Linked DNA regions of Mus musculus: region 1 is linked to region 2. A link is a contact called in public Micro-C data. All regions are on one chromosome and are shown on one strand. Each heading gives the region's core, a stretch centred on a gene start, on an enhancer-like site or on the middle of the called end of the contact. The rest is flanking DNA. Distances are from core to core; before and after follow the strand shown. Region 1 holds the start of Kirrel3 (kirre like nephrin family adhesion molecule 3). Region 2 has its middle 42 kb from the start of Kirrel3.

The links. Hi-C and Micro-C count contacts between places; a contact is called where the count stands out from the background.
Region 1: a contact with region 2 is called in a Micro-C map of muscle stem cells, with 4 times the contacts expected there. The contact joins the promoter of Kirrel3 here to the enhancer-like site in region 2. A contact is called at or near these places in 6 of 484 Hi-C or Micro-C datasets (the HL-1 cell line, cerebral cortex, frontal cortex and 2 more), 3 of 115 datasets of contacts at active chromatin or transcription factors (astrocytes and embryonic stem cells) and 2 of 9 other capture datasets (adipose tissue and liver).

What each region holds. Positions count from the first base shown.
Region 1 is chr9:34,487,430-34,491,869 of GRCm38.p6, reverse strand. Kirrel3 (kirre like nephrin family adhesion molecule 3) reads right to left here and starts at 3,139. Exons shown (of 17, transcript NM_001190911.1): 1 at 2,712-3,139. The coding sequence starts at 2,766.
Region 2 is chr9:34,444,764-34,449,479 of GRCm38.p6, reverse strand. No RefSeq gene overlaps it. Among named protein-coding and RNA genes, the nearest start is that of Kirrel3, 42 kb to the left of the region's middle. Within about 2 kb of position 1,494, at least 36 of the 459 cell types and tissues checked have an H3K27ac peak or open chromatin away from gene starts, as enhancers often do. A contact at or near this core is called in muscle stem cells and olfactory sensory neurons, where this site is marked.

The DNA of each region.
Region 1 (4,440 bases), core at 1,890-4,389, 41 kb before region 2:
ACTGAGACCCCTGGCTCCTTGTTCTCTCTGAATGAAGGATTGTCCTGATCCTTTATACATTTTTGTGGGAAAACGTCCAGAGGGTTTAGTGTGTAGGAAGCAGGGTCCAGGCAAGTGGTTCTCTCTCTCTCTCTCTCTCTCTCTCTCTCTCTCTCTCTCTCTCTCTCTCTCTCTCTCTCTCTCTGTGTGTGTGTGTGTGTGTGTGTGTATGTGTGTGTAGAGGGAGTGCCATTGTGGTAACAACCTCACTCCTTGGTTAGAGAATCACAGTAGGGACCCTCTCCCTCTAGAATCCCATGGGCTAGTCTTTCCATGTCCTGTTGAAGGTAGCTCTGCTCTATCTAATAGTTTAATGCATGACAGTAGGTATGATATGGTACTAGGATACACACACACACACACACACACACACACACACACACACACATGTGCACGCACACTTAAACAGAATCTTCTGGGAGAATTTACAATACTCTGCACAACACCCATATTTTTAATGTGGATTAAGGCCAGAGAGATGGCTCAGTGGATAAACGTGCTTGCCACCAAGCCTGGTGAACTGAATTCCATCCCCAGAAACTACATGGTGGAAGGAGACAACCAACTCTGCAAGTTCTCCTCTGACGACACCTTCGCATCCACCTCCATGAGAGCAGACACACAAAAGTAGAGAAATGTAATATATATGCATATATTTTGTGTGTTCAGGACTCAAGTCAAAAGATCTTGCTATCACATTGCAATGAACCAATCAAACATCTTCCCTCCTAACTGCATGGTGCTGCTCCCCCACACATGATTTCTAGTGCCCAGAACAGGAAGCTTAGGTTGCCTGGCCCTGCACCTTTCTCAGAGACTTTTTGAGGCTGCTTTGGAACTTTATGGACTAAACATCCATTGTTGGACACTGCAAACCAACTTCAGAACACCAAGAGTTCAGGAGATGATACAGATTGCATGGGGCTGTGGTTTCTTCCTACTGCCCTCAGAGCTAAGAGTGGATGAAACAGAGCATTTACCCTTGGTAGGTAAATATTTAAAGATTCATATGAGGCAGTCAAGAAATAGCTTGGTACGGAGAAAGGATCAAGCCCAGTAGAAAATACATTCTATAATGATTCAGGCAGGCAGGGAAGCACTTTAGACACCTATAGGATGCACAAGCCAATCTGAGAAAGTACTGATCAAGCTTCTAAAAATACAAAAGGCTCACACAAAAAAAATCTATGCAAATCTGTATGTGTGTGTGTGTGTGTGTTGTAAGGGCCCCTTCTTCTCTTACACATTCTACAGGAAACTTTCCAAGTGAATTAGTTAAGAGGCAACGGAGAATGAGAGTCACTATATGTGTGTGTATGTGTGTGTGTGCAAAGGCTGTTTGTCCTCATGTTGCTGTAGGGGTTCCTGGGGAGATGCCCACAACCCATATGAATGTATAAGTGTGAGCTCATTATAAATCTGCATAAACATGCTTTATACATACTTCTAAGGGGAGGGGTCCCTCGAGTTTAATCAGGAGTGATAACTGCAAAGTTTGACCTGCATGGATAAGTGGGAAATCTACAGTGACAACAAGGACCGGGGAAAGGGAGAAGGAAGCCTGGTTTTACTTATATTTGGCTTCTCCTGACAAGAGAAGCAAGGGGTACACACTGTTTGCACAGGCAGCCACCCATGGCGATGTTCTGCTTTCTTAAAAACTTTTACCCTTCATTTAATCAACAGATGGATGTTCTCTGTTGTGGATTTTTTTTTTTTTTCTGAAAGTCCTGTCCCTCCAAGAGCTGTGCTGGCAGGCACACATGCTGCCTCAGATGGCAGAGGTGGCACTGCCATTCCAAAAGAGTGGGACGGAATGGGTTGACTTGGCTCTTTCAGTCTTAATTCCACAGGTGACTGTTGATGCCTTTAGCTAAGTAGGCGCGTGCTTAGTCCTCCCTCCACCATGACCCACCCCATGACTCTCAGTGGCAAGGATCCCAGAGGTAGCAAAGTTCTTTCTGGAGAGTCCACCTGCTAGGATTGCAGAAAGGAAGCAATCGGCACCAGGGGCGAAATTCCATTTCATACACCTAATCCAGTGCTTGGTAGGATTCAGAATTCAGCCTTGCTCAGGGAAATGGGTGACATTCAATGTAACTCTTTACAAGCGTTCTTTTCCCCAGCCACTGTAAATACCCGCCTCAGAACCTTCCCTAATCGCATCCCTTTCTGCAACTGTGCAGACCTCGCACATTTGCTTTAAACACACCCGGGCAAGTTAGACCTTACTGAAACTGAAATCTCCACCTACGCCAGGCTCCCCTTTTCCAACCTGGCTAGAAAGGCGAGCAGGCACCCAGAAGTTCCGAATGGCCTAGCCACACGGATGTTACCTAATTAATATACCGGGTGCATAAAGAACTTACATGCATCGGAGAGTTGGAGTTGGACGTGGACAAGAAAGACGAGAAAGTGCAGCCTCCCCTGTTCTCCCAGCCCCTTCCTTCCGAAGGGAAACCCACAGTTCCATTTTGTAGCATTTGCAAATGCAAAGAAGCAATGCTACTTAACTGCCAATGGGCCGGCACCAAGACCCTCAGCTAGTACGAGTTCCCGAGCCTGTCCACCTCCCAGCTCTCAGCCCTCAGCCCTCAGCCACCCGCGCCCTCCGCTGCCGCCGCCGCCGCCGCCGCCGACTTTGCTCCAACTCCGGCGCGCCGGGTTCCTACCTTGACTGAAGAGGAAGAAGCAGAGGAAGAGCAAATCCAGCTGGAAAGGTCTCATTCCTCAGCGCGCGGGCAGCCGGCGGGCAACTTGGGTGTGCAGTTAGTTTCTCTTCAAGCGCGGCGGCTGGGCTCGCGGTGCTCAGCCTCCGCCGCCGGTCCTCCAGGGTTCGCGCCGACCATCTATCTGTCAGTCGGTCTGTCCCTCCTCTGGTCCGCTTAGGTCTCGTTGTGTCTCCGGGTATCTGCAGGCAGCCGAAACCAAATGCTTGTTTTCAGTCGCCTCGGGAAGCCGGGATCCTTAGCAATGTGCCCACTCGGAGCAGATCCATTCTCTGGTTCTTGGCATCCCAGGCACACGGCTTCCTCTGGCGGGCTCCTCCCACAGCGAGCGAACGAGCTAGCGAGCGGGCGAGCGAGCAAGCGAGTGACGAGTGACAGAAGGGCTCCTTTCACAGAAGCTGGGGCGGGGGGAAGAGGGAGGGGAAACAGGTCATAATTAAAGAGGAAACACTTGGAAAGGGGAACGCTTTGCAAAACGGGAGGGTTGCAGAAAGGCTGTGCTTTTCTTCTTTTCCCTAAACAGGGGGATACTCTGCTTTTGTTACCATTATTGACCAGAACGTATAGTGAGCACCGAGCGGAGCTGTGACTTTCTGTTCACACGATGTAATGTTGTTAAACGGGAGTGAAGTTACCGATGATTAGACTCGTGCACATGCATCAAAATGTGCCTGCCTTGCTGTTGCACTAGGGACTGGCAACTGGGCTAAAAGGTAGTCAGGGGTGCATCTTTCCCCAGCAGGGACTTAGCCAGTGTGTGTAGCCAAGGCTAGGGAGTTGAGATAAGCACAAGCAGGGCAGGCTTTGCATTTGGGGGACTTTCTTGGTGTGTGTGTGTGTGTGTGTGTGTGTGTGTGTGTGTGTGTGTTGTGTGCGTGTGTGATGTGGTGACTGGGGTGATGGTGGTGGTTTGTGTGTATGTGTGTGTGTGGGGGGGGGTAGAGGAGTGGAGGAGGGGGTTGGAATTGATAAGCCCTGGGTGTTTGGATCTTAGTTTGCTTGCACTGCTCCTAGAAAACAAAATGCAGGAGTTAAGAGCGAACGCAGGCAGGTTTGTGACACATACCTATTTATTACTATTATCCCAGTCTGTGTCTCCCCTAACAAGGACAGGCAGCAGTCTGTCTTTGCATTTGAGCCTCTCTCCTCTAATGAGCACTCCATCACTATAAGGATGCCTCTTCTCCAAAAGGTGCTGTGAGTTTGATTGCCAAGGAGAGGCCAAGGTCATAGGCAACAATTTCTTAAAAACCTGCAAGTCTTTTACCTGTCATGAAATCCACACTCAAATCAAACTCCATGTCCTCCATGATAGCAACATGAATTTTTCTAGGTCTATTTACTTGATACACATTTAGGCATGCCATGGGGGAAAGTAAAATTGACCATGCCTCCAGGAGCTTGTGATCCAAAGTGGAAGTTGAGTGCATACAAGACACAAACTCTAAGTATCTTACAAAGCAACACATAAAAATATGCAGTGTTATAGAGAGTGGGTGAAGAGGGACTAAAGGGAGAGATGGGGAAAATGAAAGATGCTTTCTCAATGTGCGTCATTCAACATTCAATTACAAAATCAATCATTACTTTCTGCAGTCTTTGGACCTTAGGGAGTCCTTTTAGGGATCTCTTACCCTTCCATCAGTATTACAGATATGGGGCTTTGCTGACT
Region 2 (4,716 bases), core at 245-2,744:
TCATGGTCAGGATTAAAATAGAGGGAGGACCTGGAGTCAGCTGCCAACTGACAAAGTGCTGCAGAGTTGGAAGGAAGTAGGACGGCCAGACAGTTTCATTGGGCCTAATTAAGGGAGGAAGTCAGGATTGGTATGATGGTGAAGTTCAGTAGAAGGCTTGGCATAATGTTTTACTTCCACTTTGCCATCAGGTCACATAGATAGGCAATAAAAACACCGGAGTGTTGAATATTAGCCCTCTTGCTTGCTTGCTTATTGCTTTTTTATCATCTAAACAACTTGGTGCTAATTTCTAACATTCAACATTTATGGACTTCCAGGAACTCATAAATGTCACATCAGGCTGCCTCCTGGTGAATTTTTAATCAAGGGGGAGAATTTCAGCTACAAATAGACCAAGAATCAAGAAGCCCAATATTGATCGGTCAAAGTGGCACTTATGAACTTGAGGTTGAAGCAGTTTGGATAAAAGGATGCTGGGCTCTCTATGGCTCCAGAGGCTTTTTTCCATCAAGTCCAGGTGAATATCAGACATCCCCTCATAGTTATCGAGCAGGAGAGGCAAGTACTATGAGGTCAACTGACTGCCCACACTCATAGCTATAAATATGAGAAGAGGAGTTGAATCTCAGGCCAATGCCAAACACTGTCTCAGATATGCTCTGCATGTCTCTAGCCAAGCCCAAAGCAAGTAGCACCTTCTTCTCCAGTCAGGGCAGCGCTTCTTGGCTGGGATGGATCAGGCCCAGCTGCTCCATTGCAGCTGTAGCTGGGATCTGGCCTCTGAGGCCTTGAATTGTCCTCTCAGAGATACAGAGTGATGCTTGTTATGTCAGAGATCACTCAGCCCATGAATGATGTCGCTCCCTAATGCCAAGCCATGAATCATTGGTCTGTGGTACTGGAGAATTAACATGCGCCACTATAAATAACTCATCTGTAATGGGCTGTCGTTGATGGCTTTTTGGAAAGGTTTGACTCAGGAGTAAGGGTTTTAATGACTGTAATTGAAATTAGATGAAAAGCATCAGTATTGGGGCTTTTTTTTCCTGACCCGTGAGAGGACAAATTCCATCATATGTCAAAACAATTACGCTGTGTCAAACCTGAGGGACAGCATGTCGTGGCACCTCTCCTCTAGCACCTTCAACTGCCGTCTCCTGAGATGTCCCTGGTGAGTGACAGGGCACGGGCTGGCAGCTTCTCAGCACTGTTTCTTCACAAAGGGTTGTGGCATCAGAGAAAAGCAACCCCACCCAGCTCCCAGGTTGAAGCTATTATCAGTAGGAAGAGCCATTACTATTAATCACAAGGACTGTCCTTTGTACATTGGAATACAGTTTACAACAGCCCTTTCACTTCCATTTTTCCATTTGCTCCTCACCAAGTCCCCAGGAGGGGAGGTCAGATACAGGATCACTATTATCATCCTTGGATGGATGAGAGTATAGATGCTCAAAGAGGTGGGCGACTTGCCCAAGGTCACACAACAGGAGGTGATAAGCAGAAGCCTGGAATCTCTGACTCAGAACACAGTCTACTCCTAGTCCCTCCTCACTGTGGCCTGGTGGTTGGTGTCAAGTCTCTCTCTCCTCCTGACTAATCAGCCTGCTTTGGGCCTCCATGAAACCAATGCTACTCTGGGAGTTCTCAGAGATACATTCTTTGGGAATGTCAAGGCAGAGTAGGAGAAAAAATGTAAGAGTTGTGCCCATTTCATCAACCGATTCTAAGGTTAAACAGTTTTTTTTCTAGAGGAGCCTGAGTTGTGAGAGACATTCTGAGGCTGCTGGTGAAGAGCATTTGAAACAGGAGAGAAGGCGCTTGAGGACTATATTTTCCTTTTACTTCTGGTGCAGTCAAGCATTTCAAGAGCTTCATCTCTGATGATGCTGGCTGTGACGATAGGGTTCAGACACTCACAAGGAAAACCCCAGGACTAGGGCTCAAGGCCCTCCAGGATGTTCATTTTCCAAAATCCACCCACCCCAGGCTTCTTTGAATTGAGAGCCAGTACCACATAGAGACTGTGTTCTAGGAAGGATAGGCAGTGAAGTTACTGTCAAGCCATTCCACTCTGCGGTAGCTGCTGCCGGCCTTGCTCTCGGGAGACGCAAAACCTTAGAAGCCGTAGAGAGCATATGTTTCAGCCATTATCTTCTGAACCTCCAGGCCCCAGACAATTAGGCGCAGGAGCTGAGCCCACGTGTGTGCCTCCAGCCCTAATATCTCCTCCAACTGAGCTTGCGCCAGGGTGGTGGAGATTTGCAAATGAACACACAGCATACCTTTGTTCCTTCAGCATGTCACTGTTCCCCACCTGGAGACAGCTCCGTAATCCTCCTGTGCAAAAATAACAAGGCCCACATAGGATTGCGTACATGGTCTAATTACACGTAACAAAACATCTCCTCTCAGGAGAGAAGGAGTGTTTGGTAGTAAATTAAGAGATGCAAAACCACTGTGAGCTGTGCTGATTAATCCAGCTCTCTAGCAATGGGGAAGGATCCTTGAGAAATGGGTTTGCAGTTTGATGATAATTATAAACCCACTATGGGGGCTTTTCATAGGCACCAGGCTTTTGTGTCGGGGAGGGAGTGTGCCTGGATAGGAGAGCACAGAGTTGGAGCTGATTCAATCAGTGCTGTGTTGACTGGATGGAAACTCCAAACCTGCTAGTACTTAGAAAAAGAACCACCGAGTGGACTTGCCTCAGCCCCCACCACCTCCTGCTCTTGTCTCGGACAAAGTGGAGCCTGTGCATGTTGAAGCCCTGCTCCATCTCTGCCTGCATAGCCTGTGCTGCACTTAACTTTCCTCATCCTCTTCGCTCAAGCCCGCGTAGCCACTCTGGGTTTCGGTCCGCAGGGACCTTATTGATTAAAGGGAAGATAGAACAAACACTTCAGAAAAAAAAAAAAAAACAACAGAGAAAAACATGCTTACACATAATTATAATTATAGCTGGGGGAGGGGAGGGGAGTGGGGGAGAGGATGCATGTGTGAACATGCATAGAGCTCTGTGGTAACTACATAGCACTTAAACTTTTAAGTAAATGCTATTCGAATTTGTTGCCTTGCCTCTTCTTAGCAGACGTTGGACTTTCTGAGCCTGTTTTTCAACCTGCAGTTGGGCTAGTAAGCATTTCATTCCTTTCTGCTTTTAAAAAAACCATCATGGAGAAATGCCTTCATGATTGGGATATATTGTGCAAATTCCACTTATTCTGCTATTAGCTGTGTCTAGCACATAGCAAGGTATTTCCTAAATCGGCTGGTTGATGGATTTGTAGACAGATGCTATGGAATGAAAATGCAGCCGTTTCAACATTTGGAAAATTCAAGGGATAGTTACTATAAATCACGGACACTTATGGAGCCTGCGAGATGGCTCACTAAGTAAAGGCACTTGACACCAAATCTTGTGACTTGACTTGGATGACTGGAATGTACATGGTGGGACAAGAAAGAATAGATTCCCACAAATTGCCCTCTGACCTATTCTCTATTTTTGTCTCTGTCTCTGCCTCTTAGACTCATACATTAGTATACAGAAGTACACAGACACAAACACACACACACATACAAACAAATAATAAATGTAAACAATTGAATCATGGACTTTTAGTTGGGTTTTTAAATAAGAGAGGAGAAAAAAGCATAGGGATAGTCTGAGGAAGGATGGTTTATGTCCTTGGTTAGACTCTTCAAGTCACAGTTAAAGCAAATAGTGTAAAAGGTGGAGAAAAGTGATTAATGGAAGGAGCTTAGAAATCAGAAGTTAGATAATGGGGTAAAGATTTTTTTCAGGAACTATCTGATGGCCTCATCATGTCCATGCAAAGAGGGATGTATACAATGGTGGGACCCACACAAAGATGATCATGCATACCAGGTTGGTGTTTATGTAAAGGTATTCATTGTGCAAGGATAGAGAGATACATGAAAAGTTGGGCATGCTTGCAAAATGGATGTCCACAAGATGGGCATCTGTAAAAATGGACTTTTTTGTTAAGGTGCTATGCACACAAAGATGTGCATTTATGCAAGACTAGACATGTAATAAAAAAGGGAAACCATAAGATGGACATCTGTGCAAGACTGGGCATCCTTGTAAACATGGATATTCATGGAAAGTTAGGCATCCATGAAAAAATGGGCATATATGCAAAATGGGCATTCATACAAAAATGTTGTCAACACAAAAATATCCATGTAAAGATTGAATTCACATAAGGATGGGCATTTATGGCAGGCTGGCCATCCATGCAAAGATGGTATCCAGGCAAAGTTGTGCATTCATGTGAAGATAGGCACCTGTGAAACTATATATTCACACTGAGATCCACATAAAGATGGACATTCATGCAAGACTAGCCATATATTTAAAGATGGATGTCCATGTAAATTTAGGTAGCTATGCAGGGACATGCATTCATACAAAGATGAACATCCACACAAGGGCAGATATCCGTGCAAAGGTGGAAATTCTTGAAAGAATTGCCATGCCTGCAAAAGATGAGCATTAATGCCAGGATGAGAATCTGTACTAGGACCAACACTGATGCAAAGATAGGCATCCATGCACATGTGATTACCTGGCTAAAGATGCGCATCTTTGTATGCATAGGAATCTGGATAAGGATAGAATACTAGCAAAGTTAGAGACATGCACATACAGTTGGTGGACAGAGTAGAAAGAACACACTCAAGTCA